2 separate regions of the Mus musculus genome follow, and region 1 is linked to region 2. A link is a contact called in public Hi-C data. All regions are on one chromosome and are shown on one strand. The core of a region is the stretch at or near the end of the contact, and the rest is flanking DNA. Distances in the headings are between cores, read along the strand shown. Region 1 overlaps Cdyl (chromodomain protein, Y chromosome-like). Region 2 has its middle 10 kb from the start of Gm30127.

Evidence for each region. Hi-C and Micro-C count contacts between places; a contact is called where the count stands out from the background.
Region 1: a contact with region 2 is called in a Hi-C map of the G1E-ER4 cell line, with 2.3 times the contacts expected there. The contact joins two enhancer-like sites. A contact is called at or near these places in 20 of 484 Hi-C or Micro-C datasets (the G1E-ER4 cell line, the HPC-7 cell line, bone marrow-derived macrophages and 13 more) and 10 of 115 datasets of contacts at active chromatin or transcription factors (bone marrow-derived macrophages, cardiomyocytes, craniofacial prominence and 5 more).

What each region holds. Positions count from the first base shown.
Region 1 is chr13:35,729,053-35,735,469 of GRCm38.p6, forward strand. The region is part of intron 3 of Cdyl (chromodomain protein, Y chromosome-like); the gene reads left to right. Among named protein-coding and RNA genes, the nearest start is that of Cdyl, 72 kb to the left of the region's middle. Within about 2 kb of position 3,374, at least 7 of the 459 cell types and tissues checked have an H3K27ac peak or open chromatin away from gene starts, as enhancers often do. A contact at or near this core is called in the G1E-ER4 cell line, where this site is marked.
Region 2 is chr13:35,950,673-35,957,463 of GRCm38.p6, forward strand. No RefSeq gene overlaps it. Among named protein-coding and RNA genes, the nearest start is that of Gm30127, 10 kb to the right of the region's middle. Within about 2 kb of position 2,444, at least 6 of the 459 cell types and tissues checked have an H3K27ac peak or open chromatin away from gene starts, as enhancers often do. A contact at or near this core is called in the G1E-ER4 cell line, where this site is marked.

The DNA of each region.
Region 1 (6,417 bases), core at 2,124-4,623, 220 kb before region 2:
TGGGTATATATCCAGGAGTGGTGTAGCTGGGTCTTGAGGTAAAATTATATTATAAAAATTTCTCATTTTTCTGAGAAACTGTCACATTGGCTTCCAAAGTATTTGTACAAGTTTGCCTTCCCACCAGCAATGGAAGAGTGCTCCCATTGCTCCACACCTTCACCAGCATGTGCTGTGCCTTGAATTTTTGATTTTAGCCATTCTGACAAGTGTAAGATAGACTCTCAGAGTAATTTTGATTCACATTTTTCTGATGACTGAGGATGTTGGAATTTTCATTAGGTGTTTCTCGGCCACTAGATATTCCATTGTTGAGCATTCTCTATTTAGATCTATACCCTGTTTTTAAAATTGGGTTATTTGGTTTACTGATGTCTAGTTTGTTGAGTTCTTTATATATTTTGATATTAGCCCTCTGTCAGATGTAGGGTTGGAGAAGAACTTTTCTCATTCTGTAGGCTGCCATTTTGTCCTTTTGGTGATGTCCTTTGTCTTACAGAAGCTTTTTGGTTTTATGAGATCCCATTTATTAATTGTTGATCTTAGTAGGCACTAAGAGCTATTGGTGTTCTGTCCAGGACTGTTCTGTCTCTGTGCCAGTGCATTCAAGGCTACTCCCCACTTTCTTTTCAATCAGATTTATTATATCTGGTTTTATGCTGAAGTGTTTGATCCACTTGGACTTGAGTGATAGATGTGGATCTATTTCTATTCTTCTACATTCAGACATCTAGTTAGACCAGCACCATTTACTGAAGATGCTTTCTTTTTTCCATTGTATAGTTTTGTTTTTTCTTTCTGTTTGAGTGAAATGCTCTGTAGACATCTCTTAGGTCCATTTGATTCATAATATCAGTTAGTTTCATTATTTCTCTGTTTAGCTTCTGTCTTGATGACCTTTCAAATGGTGAGAGTGAGGTGTTGAAGTCTCCCATAATTAATGTGTGGGGTTCTATGTGTGATTTAAGTTTTAGTAATGCTGCTTTTATGAATATGAGTGCACTTGCACTTGAGACATAGATTTCAGAATTTAGACATCATCTTGATGGATTTTTCTTTTGATGAATATGAAGTATCCTTCCCCATCTCTTTGATTACTTTTATTTGAAAGTCTATTTTATTAGATATTATAATGCCTACTCCAGCTTGCTTCTTGGGGTTAACTTGCTTGTAAAATCTTTTCCCAGCCCTTTGCACTGAGGCCACTCTATCTTTGATGCTGACGTGTGATTCTTGTATGTAGAAGAGTGGTGGATCTTATCTTCACATCCATTCTGAGAGCCTGTGTCTTTTTATTGGGGAATTAAGTCCATTGATGTTGAGAGATATTAAAGACCAATTATTGTTATTTTCTGTAATTTTGATTATGGTGGTGGTGGTTTTGTGTGTGTGTGTGTGTGTGTGTGTGTGTCTTGTCTTTGCTGGTGTGGAATTATTTCCTGTGTTTTCTTGAGAATAGTTAATGTCTTTTGTGTTGGAATTTTCCTTCTAGCATCTTCTGTTGGGCTGGATTTGTGGATAAACTGATTAAATTTGATTTTTCTCATGGAAAATATTGTTGTCTTTCTCTACAGTGATTGAAAGTATATTGCTGTATATAGTCTTAGAGACTACAAGACATCTGCCCAGCCTCTTCTGGCTTTTAAAGTCTCTGTTGAGTCTCTAAAAGTTCGATGTCATTTTAATAAGTCTGACTTTATGTGTCACTTGGCCTTTTTCCCTTGTAGCTTTTAATATTCTTTCTATGTTTTGTATAGTTAGTATTCTGATTATTATATGGCAGGAGGATTTTTCTTTTCTGGTACAGAAGATCTGTTTGGTCTTCTGTAAGCTTCTTGTATGTTTCTAGGCATCCCTTTCTTTAGGGAATTTTTCTTCTATGATTTTGGTGAAAATATTTTCTAAATCTTTGACCTGGGAATCTTTTTCTATTCCTACTATTTTTAGCTTTGATCTCTTCACAGTGTTCCATATTTCTTGTATGTTTTGTGTCTGGAACATTTTAGACTTAACATTATCTTTGACTGATGTATCAACTTCTATTGTATCTTCTACATGTGAGATTCTCTCTTCCATCTCTCCTGTCCTTTTGTGATGCTTGTGTCTGTAGACTGTTCTCTTTCCTAGGTTTTCCATCTCCAGGACTTCCTCAGCTTGTGTTTTCTTTATTATTTCTATTTCCATTTTCAGGTCTTAAATAGTTTTATTTACTTCCTTCACCTTTTTGTATTTTCCTGTATTTCTTTAAGGGATTTATTTAATTTTTTCTTTAAAGGCCTCTGTAATCTTTATAATGTTGGATTTAAGGTCACTTTCTTGTAATTTAGCTGTGTTAGAATATCCTGGACTTGCTGTAGTAGGACAGCTGGGCTCCAGTGGTGCCATGTTGCCCTGGCTGGGTTTTGTTTTGTTTTGCTTTCTTTTGTTTGTTTGTTTGGCTTATTCTAGGTTTAGATGCTGGTTTCTGAGCATATCTTTGTTGGAGGAGTGGGTTTTGGATGGTTTTTTCCCTTTGTTTCTCTTTCCCCTCTGTCTTTTGGCCTGAGTGGCCTGGGTTTCTGGTGAATAGCGAGTCTTCAGGTCTAGTAGGGTACCCCCCCCCCTGGGGTTTTTGTGGCCTACCTGGCCTGTAGGATTTGGGTGCTCACCTTGCCTCTGAGGTCCCTATTCCCTAGTGCCAGAGGGTCTCCAGGAAAGCAGATAGAGTTGTGGGCTGGAAAATGGAGTCTAGGGGGTAGGATACAGTTTGTCTATGCTGGGTATGCTTTCAGAGAAGTTGGTGGGTAGCAGGAGGGTGGGGAGGGTACTTACCTTGTGTCATTGATGCCTTCCAGCCTCCAAGGAAGCAGGCAGAGTTGTGGGGCAGGAAATGAAGCATAGGGTATGGGGTGGAGTTTACCACTGTTGGGTATACTTTCAGGGGAGTTGGCCAGCATGGGGCTTGGGAGGAGTAGAGTTGCTATGCCACTATTTTTTAAACATTACATTATTGATGGGTCTACAGGCTGATTCTGTATCTTAAATTTAAGCTAATGTTTAGTTAGTAGGGTTTTTTTTTTTTGTTTTTTTGTTTGTTTGTTTGTTTGAAACAGGATCTTACTCACAGGTTGGCCTAGAACTCTCTACGTAGACCAAGCTGACCTTTAACTACAGATAAGTTCTACTTATCTCATTTCACTGTGTGTCCTTGGATTAAAGATATGAACCCCTACATCCGGTCCTGTTTGTTGAGACAAAGTGTTAGGCTAGCATCAAACTCAATAAGTGACAAAGATGACTAAACTGCAGCTCTGTCTCTCCCTCCCATTTGCTGGCATTGCTAGTATGAGTCACTGTATCCTGTAAAAGCCAAACCTCTTAAGAATACAGATAAGGGCTACAGATAAAAGCACTTGATACTCTTTAAGGAGGCCGAGTTCCATTCCATGCACCCACGTCAGACAGTTCACAACTGCCTAAAACTCCAGCTCTACAAAATCTAGCACCATCTTCTGGTCTTTCTGGGAACCCATACGTGAATGGCATATACTCACAGATAGATATATAGAGAAATACATGCAAATAAATCTTTTTAAAAGTAATAGTTAGCAGATTATTGTTTAAGAGATCAGGACATTGCTATGACCTCTAGCCTCGTCTGCTTCTTCACTCCATCTTAAGTCCCTCTTCCTACATTCTGCATGCCAGCTTCTTACAGAGTCTCAGAGGTGTCTTGTTTCACATCTGAGTCTTTATATCAGGTCTTCTCCGAAACTTGAAGCATCTCCTCTGCCCTCTGAATTCAAGTTATTCTTTTCTCTCATCGGTTTAGGTATAACCTAAAACCCAACCAGCAGTTGAGCACACTCAGCACCCAGATGTTTCTTCTCAGTATGCTTCTCTAGTGAAAGGAGTCAGAGCTCCCTGTGGAAATGGCTGATTCCAGGAAAATATGCAAGATGATCTTGGAACATCTTATAGTGCCAGAAAGAATGGAAATGCTCAAAACACACACACCCTGTGCCTGGTGAGAGTGAGTCAAAGGAGCCACCAGAAACCTCCTGCTGTCCAGAGATAAAGCAGTATGGGTTACAATCCAAAGTATATAACCAGCATCCAGGAGGCTGGGCTAATGGAAATGAATGATTAATGCATTAAGTAGAGGCGAGGCAAATTCTTATTCACATGAATTCCAAATACTTTTCTAAATGTCCTCCTCCTCAAGGGAGGGCTACATATATTGATTCGCTTCCAAAGGGTACAGCACGGAACAAGGAAAGGAGAGCTACAGTCAAGTGATGATCATCATGAACACGTAAAATTGGGTGAATGTACCCTGAACCGGATGAGATGTGATAAGAGAGGCACCTTACCCCCACAGCCACTTTCCCTAACAAGGAGTCCATCATTAGACACATTCCATCATAGGGCATTCTGCAAATGGCCTTGAACCAGAATGAGAAATATCCTTCAAACCTGTCAAGGTCATTAAATTGTCAAGAAATTGTCATGGCCAAGATCACTCAAAGAAGGCAGAAGGTACCTGCTTGACATGCTGGCATATGAAGGGGAATTAGGTAAACGTTAAGGGTCTCTAAATGAAGTACAGACTTTGGTTAATGTGATGGGCCAGGAGGGTTTGCCCAAGCAGAGCAGACACCTAGTAGCTAGGTATCCTTGAGGTGAATCTGTATCACCACGTACACAAAAAAGTATCAGTCTGGCTTCATTAGTAGTGACAAATATAACAGAGTAACAGAAGACATTGATCCCAGGGAACTTGGGTACAGAGGATGTGGGGACTGTGTTAAAATGAGAAAAGTTTATAAGCCAGGTAAAAGGCTCATGCTTTTAACCCCAGCACTTGGGAGGCAGAGGCATGGGGGTCTCTAGGAATCTAAGGCCAGCGTGGTCAGCAGAGTGAGTTCCATAACAGCAAGGGCTGAGTAGAAAGACACTGTCTCAAAGAAACAAAACAAAATAAAGGAGAAAAACTGAAATGTTTATTAAAAAAAAACATAACCAAGTAAATATGCCCTAAAGACTGAATACATATGAGATGCTTCCTACTTTCCACTAGTTATTTAAAAGTCTTCCAAGTACTGCATGAATAGAGAATATTCTTCTTCTTAAGCTAAGGAGTTGGTCATAGACCGTGTGATGTCTTTATGTCCTTTTGCAAGTCCGGTAGTTCGTTTCCTTTTCCTTTTATTTGATGCAGTGGTGTGTGTGTGTGTGTGTGTGTGTGTGTGTGTGTGTGATGAGAGCAAGTACAAGTGTGCACATGCCACAGTGCACACACGGAGGTCAGGAGACAACTTGCAGTCCCCTCTCCTCTTCTGCCATGGGTTTTAGGGACTGAGCTTACGTCATCAAGCTTAAGAAGCAAATTCTTTCTCCACGGAGCCATCTCACCAGCTTCAGTACATCAAGTATTAGAAAAACTACCACAACAATTGTACGGAAGTAAAGGTGTTTCATTTTCTTGGGATTTTGTTTGGAGGTACGGAACTACTTATGGACTCAGTGATTTGTCTCTGCTGGCTCCTGAGTACTTGCACACAGTGTGGTGAGCTCTTGCCTTTAGGAAAGTGACAGAACTCAGCCCTGTTAGGTAGCTCAGGCTCACAACTTCCTACCATTTTCCTTGATTGGTGAGCAAGAGTGATCTTTCCCTGACAGTTTAGCGTCTGTTTATCCCAACAAATTATTAGCTGCGTGGAAGCAGGAAGGGGTGTGTGTGTGTGTGTGTGTGTGTGTGTGTGTGTGTGGTGTATGTGTGCATGTACATGTGCTCATGTTTAATTTTGATTAGCAAGATGCCTGCTCACAAGGGGTCAATAAACTTTTACGGAACGAGTGAATGACTTTGTGACTCAGCTCTCAGACCTTCAAGTTGCATGGACCAGGACATGAATTGAACTTTCCTTACCAACTGGCATATAGTCAGTAGCAGTACATATCCCTAAAGATGCTTTGCTGGATGAATGTGCTTGCTTAGAGATTTCTGTAAATGTTAGCTATCATTTTATTAGGTGTTTGTTGAATTAAAGAGCTTCATATTTGTAAGGATTTTAGAACAGTTCCCAGTACAGGGCCACGGCTTTTGTTTGTGTTCTTTTCTTCCTTTTTCCCACCTCTCTGTCTTCCCTTTTTTCTAATATTCCCACTGACCAAATTAAATTTTATCCTTTTGGTTTAACTTGTTAGATTATCTGGAAGAAAAGGGTTAAAATAATGTGCTATAAAATTGGGGCTGGGGAAATGGCTCAGCTGGTATAAAAAAAAATTGTGTGCAAACATGAAGATTGGAGTTTGGATTCCCAGGACCATGTAAAGAGCCAGGGATGGCAGGGATGACATCTGTACTCCCAGTGCTTGGGAGGGCAGTGAGGGATGGAGGCTACAGGAGGATGTCCTGGATGCCCACTGGATAGC
Region 2 (6,791 bases), core at 1,194-3,693:
TGTCAAACCCCTCCCCCCCCACTTGATCAATGACTTGTTTATTTTTCAGCCCTGTAGTAGCTATTCCCAGTTGTCCACTTGACCACATCTGGAATGAACTACAATCCAGAAATGGAGGACACACCTGTGATCCAAATCGTGAGGCTGGAAGACACAGACTTTTGATCCAGATATTGACATGGAATGACACACAATTTTGGCCTGGATGTTGAGGTATAGTGGCCATGAAAAACTTAGGCCCAAGTGTGGTGGTACAAACCTTTAATCCCAGAAGAAAAAAGCAAGCAGATCTCTGAGTTCAACGGCAGCCTGGGACAGAGCAAGTTCCAAGTAAAGAATGGCTTAGGTCCGGGCAAGGTGGTACACACCTTTAATCTGGGCCATGTCTTCTGCTGGAGGCAGAAGGACGACATAAAGACGACGGAAGAAAGAAGACTTGCTTTTCTTCACCTGCTTGCACTTACTTGCCAGCACATCTGGAACCCACTTCTTCAGGATTCCAGTGCATACAGAAGACCAGCTGAAACACCTAGCCTCGTGGGATTAACAACTACTAGACTTTTAGATCTCACATTCACGGCTGCCCCTTGTCGGGTTAGTTGGACTTCAGACTGCAAGTCATTACAATAAATTCCCCTAAGATATAGAGACATTCCAAACGTTCTGTGACTCTAGAGAGCCCGGACCAGAGCAAGCCCTAAATCCCTGCTCCATTGATGTATGTAAAGTTGCTTGGACCAAAACCAACCACCCAACAGCACTTCCTGTTCCTGTGTATAAGCTTTCATGGTATAAGCTGCCCCTAGGATCGACCCCGAGATAAGAGCTTTAAGAAACTATTTAAAATGAGCCTTCCATGTTGAATAATGGTCGAGTAAAGTTTAAGCTCCCACGACCTCCCCAGGAACTGACATCCTACTTGGCAGAAAGAGACATGTACATGGGTAACTGACATCCTGGTTGGCAAGTTAAGACACGAACGTTAGACAAGTCTCATCTTGGTAGATGAGGTAGAACATAATTATTTGACAAGGTAAGTCCCCTGCCACAGCTGGAATGCCCCAACACCAATGGAAACAGGATAAATGTACATCAAAGACAAGTTCCTAAGGAAATCCCCTATCCCTAATCTAACCAATCAGTTATTTCCTGGTTGGTGAAATAACGTGGCACAGATGTTTGTGGATTTGGGGTTCAAAAATCCTGTAGAATCTTAACTCAATATCATGGTTCATTTCCTGAATCTGGGCCATGGCCCTGGTCGACCAGTCCTGAGGTGTGTGCTCAATAAACTCTCCCTATCTGACTGAGGTCGGTGTTCGTATGGTTTGTGAGGTGATTCCTTGACCCTAACAATAAGAAGGATAAATGTTGAAAAGCAAGCAAGACCTTGCAGTCTTTCTCTCTCGCTCCAGGGGCTGCAGTGACCTCAGCAGAGGTAACAAACACCCCTTTCTCTTACTGCAGCAGTATCTTGCTGTTCACACAGTTCTGAACATTTAATTTTCTGGCTTTCTTACTTGGTTGTTTTGTTTTGTTTTGTTTTGTCTTTTGAGACAGGGTCTCTCTATGTAGCTCTAGCTGTTGCTCAGTAGGTCAGGGTGGCCTTGAACTCAGAGATCTGCCTGCCTCTGTCTCCCAAGTGCTGAGATTAAGATCATGTGCCATCACACTTGACACCTTTTATTTTCTTGTTAACCTCTATGATAGTTAGATTTAATTGACAGTTAGATGGAATTTAGAATTATCTTTGATACAAACTGGGCCTACCTTAGGGAGGGGTTTCTGCAGAAATTAAACTGAGAAGAGCCAGTTTGTATGTTGATGGTATCCTGTGGGCTAGGGCCTTAGGGTTTCTGTTGCTGTGATAAAGATCATGACCAAAACCAACTTGGGTAGGAAAGGGTTTATCTTAAACTTCCAGGTAACGGTCCATTGATGGGGGGAGGGGGTGTCAGGGCGGGAACCTGGAGGCAGGAACTGAAGCAGAAGCCATGGAAGAACTCTGCTTACTGGCTTGCTCTTCCTGACTTGCTCAGCCTGCTTTCTTACAGCACCTAGGATCGCCAGTCCAGTGATGGTATCACCCACAGTGAACTGGACCTTCTCACATCAATCTTCAGTCAAGAAAATGCACCACAGACTTGCCCCACAGGCCAATCTGGTCGAGCCATTTTCTCAATTGAGGTTCCCTCTTCCAAAAATGACTCTAGCTTCTGTTGAATTGACATAAAAGTAGCCAGCACAGCTGGGGTTGTGGAATGAAAAAAAAAAAGGGGGAGGGAACCTGGACACTTAGCACTCATCTTTGTCAGCTTCCTGACTGGATAGGATGTGCCCACTCATCTCCAATTCCCACTGCCATGCCTGCCTCACTGTGATGGGCAGTGTCTCCTCACACTCAAACCATTCCTCTGTGAGATTGCTCTTGCCCCGTATTTCATCACAGCAAAGAGGGAAGTAACAAACACAACCTCGTGCATGTCCTGGGGATTGTTCATACAAGCAGGTGAAGATTGACCCCAGGGTCTGAAAGGACTGCTCTACAACTGAGATCCTGTCTGCTCTTTTCTTAGCACAAAGAGTGCTTCGGGGGAAGTGCTGGTGGCTGCGTACACTCAGCTGCTGCAGTTGAGTTGTTGGTTCAAACTGTTTGATCGACAGATGTTGATGGGCCTGGGGTGCAGCTCAGCAGTTCAGCATGCTGGAGGCCCTGGGTTTGAGCCCTAGCACTACAGAAAAGGAAAATGTTTCACAGAGGGGTCATAGTGCCCCCAGAGAAGGCTCATCAAAGCTCTAGTGTCATTGTTGATTGTCTTGGAGTTGTTTGTGGTCCATTTTGTCTTACAGGAACCCTGGATTCTATGCAGCCTAAGATGTCTTTTTCTCTCCTTTGCTGTCTTCTGGTACTTTGGGGTTCCAATTTTTACATTAGGAACTCTAATCTACCTGCAGCCAAATTTGAGGTTTAGAGTTGAATTTCCCCAAGTAGTTATTTCAAAACTAGCTACGAAATGATTCCTGGTTTTTGGTTAGTTCATACACTGTCTTTATCATACACCATTATGTAGTACCTTTCATTTGATTATCTATCTATCTATCTATCTATCTATCTATCTATCTATCTATCTATCTTGGATACAAGGTCTTGCTCGGTAGCCTAGTCTAGCCTCAAACTGAGAGTTCTCCTCTGTTGGAGGACCTTGCTATTAATGTTGAAGTCCACCATGCCCTTTCTCAGGGGGACTCTCTCTTCTTTCCCTGATCTTATCTGGAGAGTGTCTCTAAGAACAGGCGCCTGACATTATCTACAGAATGACCCTGAACAGAGCTTCCTGAAGGCTGCATGATTCAGCACATAAGTTCCTTTCAACCCTTCCAACCATCTGATAATTAAGTACTGTGTTGCGACCAACCAGCCCTTCACACTCATAACCCCCAAAACCTCTGAGGAAAGACAGGTAGCCTAGGGCCAGATGACAGGTTTTATTTTTATGTTTATAGAAAAATTGAGTGGCAAGAAGCAAGTTCCCACCCTTACCCTGTCCCCCCACCACCCGGCCACCTCACATGTCCTTTGTCAGTACCCTGTCACCCATTGATGCTGCTCTTGCACAGTGTTAGCATCGCATCACTGGATTCTGTGTGTGTCTGGCATGAGCATCACACAGGAGCTTCCTGCTCAGTATATCTCCGTGCATTCATATTCTTCTTGACCAGCTCTTGGGAACTGCTGATCCTTTTTGATGCTTCCATGATTTTGCCTCTTCTTAAGGGTTGGAGGAGCCATACAGTGAGGCAGCTTCTCACTCTGGCTCCTCCCATGTCATATTATGCATTTAGGTCTCCACGTGGGTTTCCCTTGGCTTGATAGTACCTTTCCTTTCGCTGTCTTTTCTTTGCCCTTCTGTCTTAGTTAGGGTTTTACTGCTATGAACAGACACCATGACCAAGGCAACTCTTTTAAGGGACAACATTTAATTGGGGCTGACTTATAGGTTTAGAGGTTCAGTCTATTATCAAGGCAGGAGCATGGCAGTGACAAAGCAGACATGGTACAAGAGGAGCTGAGAGGTGTACATCTTAATCTTCAGGCCTCTAAGAGAAGACTGACTTCCAGGTAGCTAGGACAAGGGTGTTAAAGCCCATGCCCACAGTGACACACCTACTCCAACAAGGCCATGCCTCCTAATAATGCTTGGGCCAAGAATATACAAACCATCATGCCTTACCTTCTTCCTCCCACCCCCACATGTTTCCTTCCTCTCCTCTTTCCTCCCCTCATCTCCCCTTCTCTCCTCTCTATTTTCCTTTTCTTTGCTCTCTCTTCTTTCTCCTCTCTTACCCCTTCTTGCCCCTCTTTTCCTCCTTCTTTTTAGAGATAGGGTCACGCTATATTATCCAGCTACCCAGTAGCTCATCCATCTTCACTGTCAAGCAATACTCTATTGTCATATGCACTGTGGTTTGTCTACTCCTTTACCTATGATGATAGCTAGTTTTTAAATAACTGGCTGCAACCTAGAATCACTTTTCAAGAGAGCCTGAGTGAGGAACTGCAGCACAGTGGATCAGACTGACATGTGGGCATACTTGCAGGATGGGATTGCCTTTCCTGCCTTCAGGGAGGTTGGATGGAAGACCATGTGGATTGCATCACTTCATGTGCTGGCCCCTGAACAGTATAATAGAGAAAGATGCAGCCTGGGTGCAAGCAAGCAAGGATGTGTGCATCACTCTTTGCTCTTGACTAGAGATGTAATGCGACTGGCTGCTTGAGTTCCTGCCTTGACTTCCCCTTAATTGACGATGTTTGGAGCTGAATGCTGAGTGAACCTTCCCTTCCTCAAGTTGGTTTTGGTTGGGGTGTTTTATTTTGTTTTTTTTCCAGCAAAGGAGATGAAACTAGAACTACTGAAGCATGTGTTGGCTGGTTCTACGTTTACTTTTTAATTTTATTTCCTCATTAAATGTATTTGCATCTGCAGGAGAGGTTGAGCAGCGTGTACATAGACTTAATAATGACCAGTCTCTTTCCATCCCCTATACACCTCTTTCTAGACCCTTCCTGTCTTTCTAGATTTGTTTTTTATTATTCACTAGCCTACACAGTAGTGGGTTTCATTATGGCATTTTTATATGATTTGTATTTCCTTCCTTCTCTTCCATCCCCTTTGTTTCAACCCACGTAGCCCTCTTTCTGTTTCTTGGCACATGGATTCAATCACCCTCTTTCTTCCTCAAAACATCCATTTCCCGTCTCACAGTGCCTTTTTGCTCTGGTTTCCTTCCTGTTGCTGTGATAAAAACACCCTGATGAAAATCAACGTAGGAAGAAAGGATTTGTTTGGCTTAGACTTCCAGGTCACAGTCTGCCGTTGAAGGGAACTCAGAGAAGGAACTCAAGGCAGGAAGCTTAGTAGAATGGGATGACCCCACTTTGTTGGCTTGTAATGGTAACATTTATTGGCCTGATGTAATTGTTGTCCTTGAGGCTTACTACCCCAGTCTGCTAATTCAGCCTTTTAGAATCTAATCTAGGCCTAGAATTCTTTCAGCCTCTGAGATTTACTGCTGAATAAGCTCACCCTTTCTTGTTCATTCTGAATTCTGGCTACCTCGTTCAACTCAGCTATTCTGGCTCAAATTCCTCTGCTAGCTGGCTGATTCAACCTGGCTTCTCTCTCTCAGCTTCTCCCAAATTGCTCTGCTTGGCCTCATACTAACTTATCGTCTAATCTTCTGGCTCCTTCTCATTGGCTGACGTGTTCTTTCTTCACCTGTGTCTAGCTTATTCTCTATCTGCACAACTGTCCAGATAGAACTGCCTCCTCTCTTTTTTTCCTCTGCACTGTTCTCTTAAGTGGCTCCTCCTTCCTCTCTCTTTTCATGAGAGTTGGGCATATCCTATTCTGTCAAATCTTTCTCTGATTCATCACTTTGTCTGCCACTCAATTAAACATCACCTTCAAACATGGGTGCCTCCTTCTACAAACTAACTTTACCTTCATTTTTTAGGATTAAAGGTTTGTTCTAAGGGCTAAGGCACACCCCAACTAGAAATAGATTTGTTTCAGTAAATAACACAACGTTGGGGTTAACAGTGTGATCAAGTAATTCTGCAACACTGGCTTGCTCGGGCTCATGCTTAGTTAGCTTTTCTATGTAGCTCATGACCACCCCCTCAGGGAATGATGATGCCCACAGTGGGCTGAACCCTCCTGCATCAATTGACAATAAAGACAATTCCCATAGACATGCTCATAGGCCAGTCTGATCCAGAGGTGCTTTGTTTTGTTTTGTTTTGTTTTGTTTTGTTTTAAAGAAGCTAGCTAGGGCTTAGCAATCTATGAGTATTAACAAATGACCTGAAATGTAGTGACTTAACAACAGTTTAAATGTCATGTTTTATTTCTTCAGAGCTAGAAATTTAGGAGTGTTTTATGAATGTGTTCCTGGCCCGTTTTCTCAAGAGGTTGCAGCAAAGGTGTTGGCCAAGGCTATAGTCACCTGACAGCTTAGAGCCCCTTCCCAGGAGCACTCCCAATGCCCAGTCATGTGACTAGAAAGTATACTGATGCCTGTGGATCTCACAACAGGAGACTGGGAGCCAGAGAGCAGGGAGAGGTTGGACCCCCCAGTGTCTTCTGTGACAGGTTGGGGAGTTCTACACTCTCACATCTACATACTCCAGAGTGCACAGGTCCTTAGAGGGTTGTTGGAGGATTTTACCAGGGAGTAAAAGTCACTTTGGACTGTCTATGAGAATGGCTGTCACATAGAGAAATTGA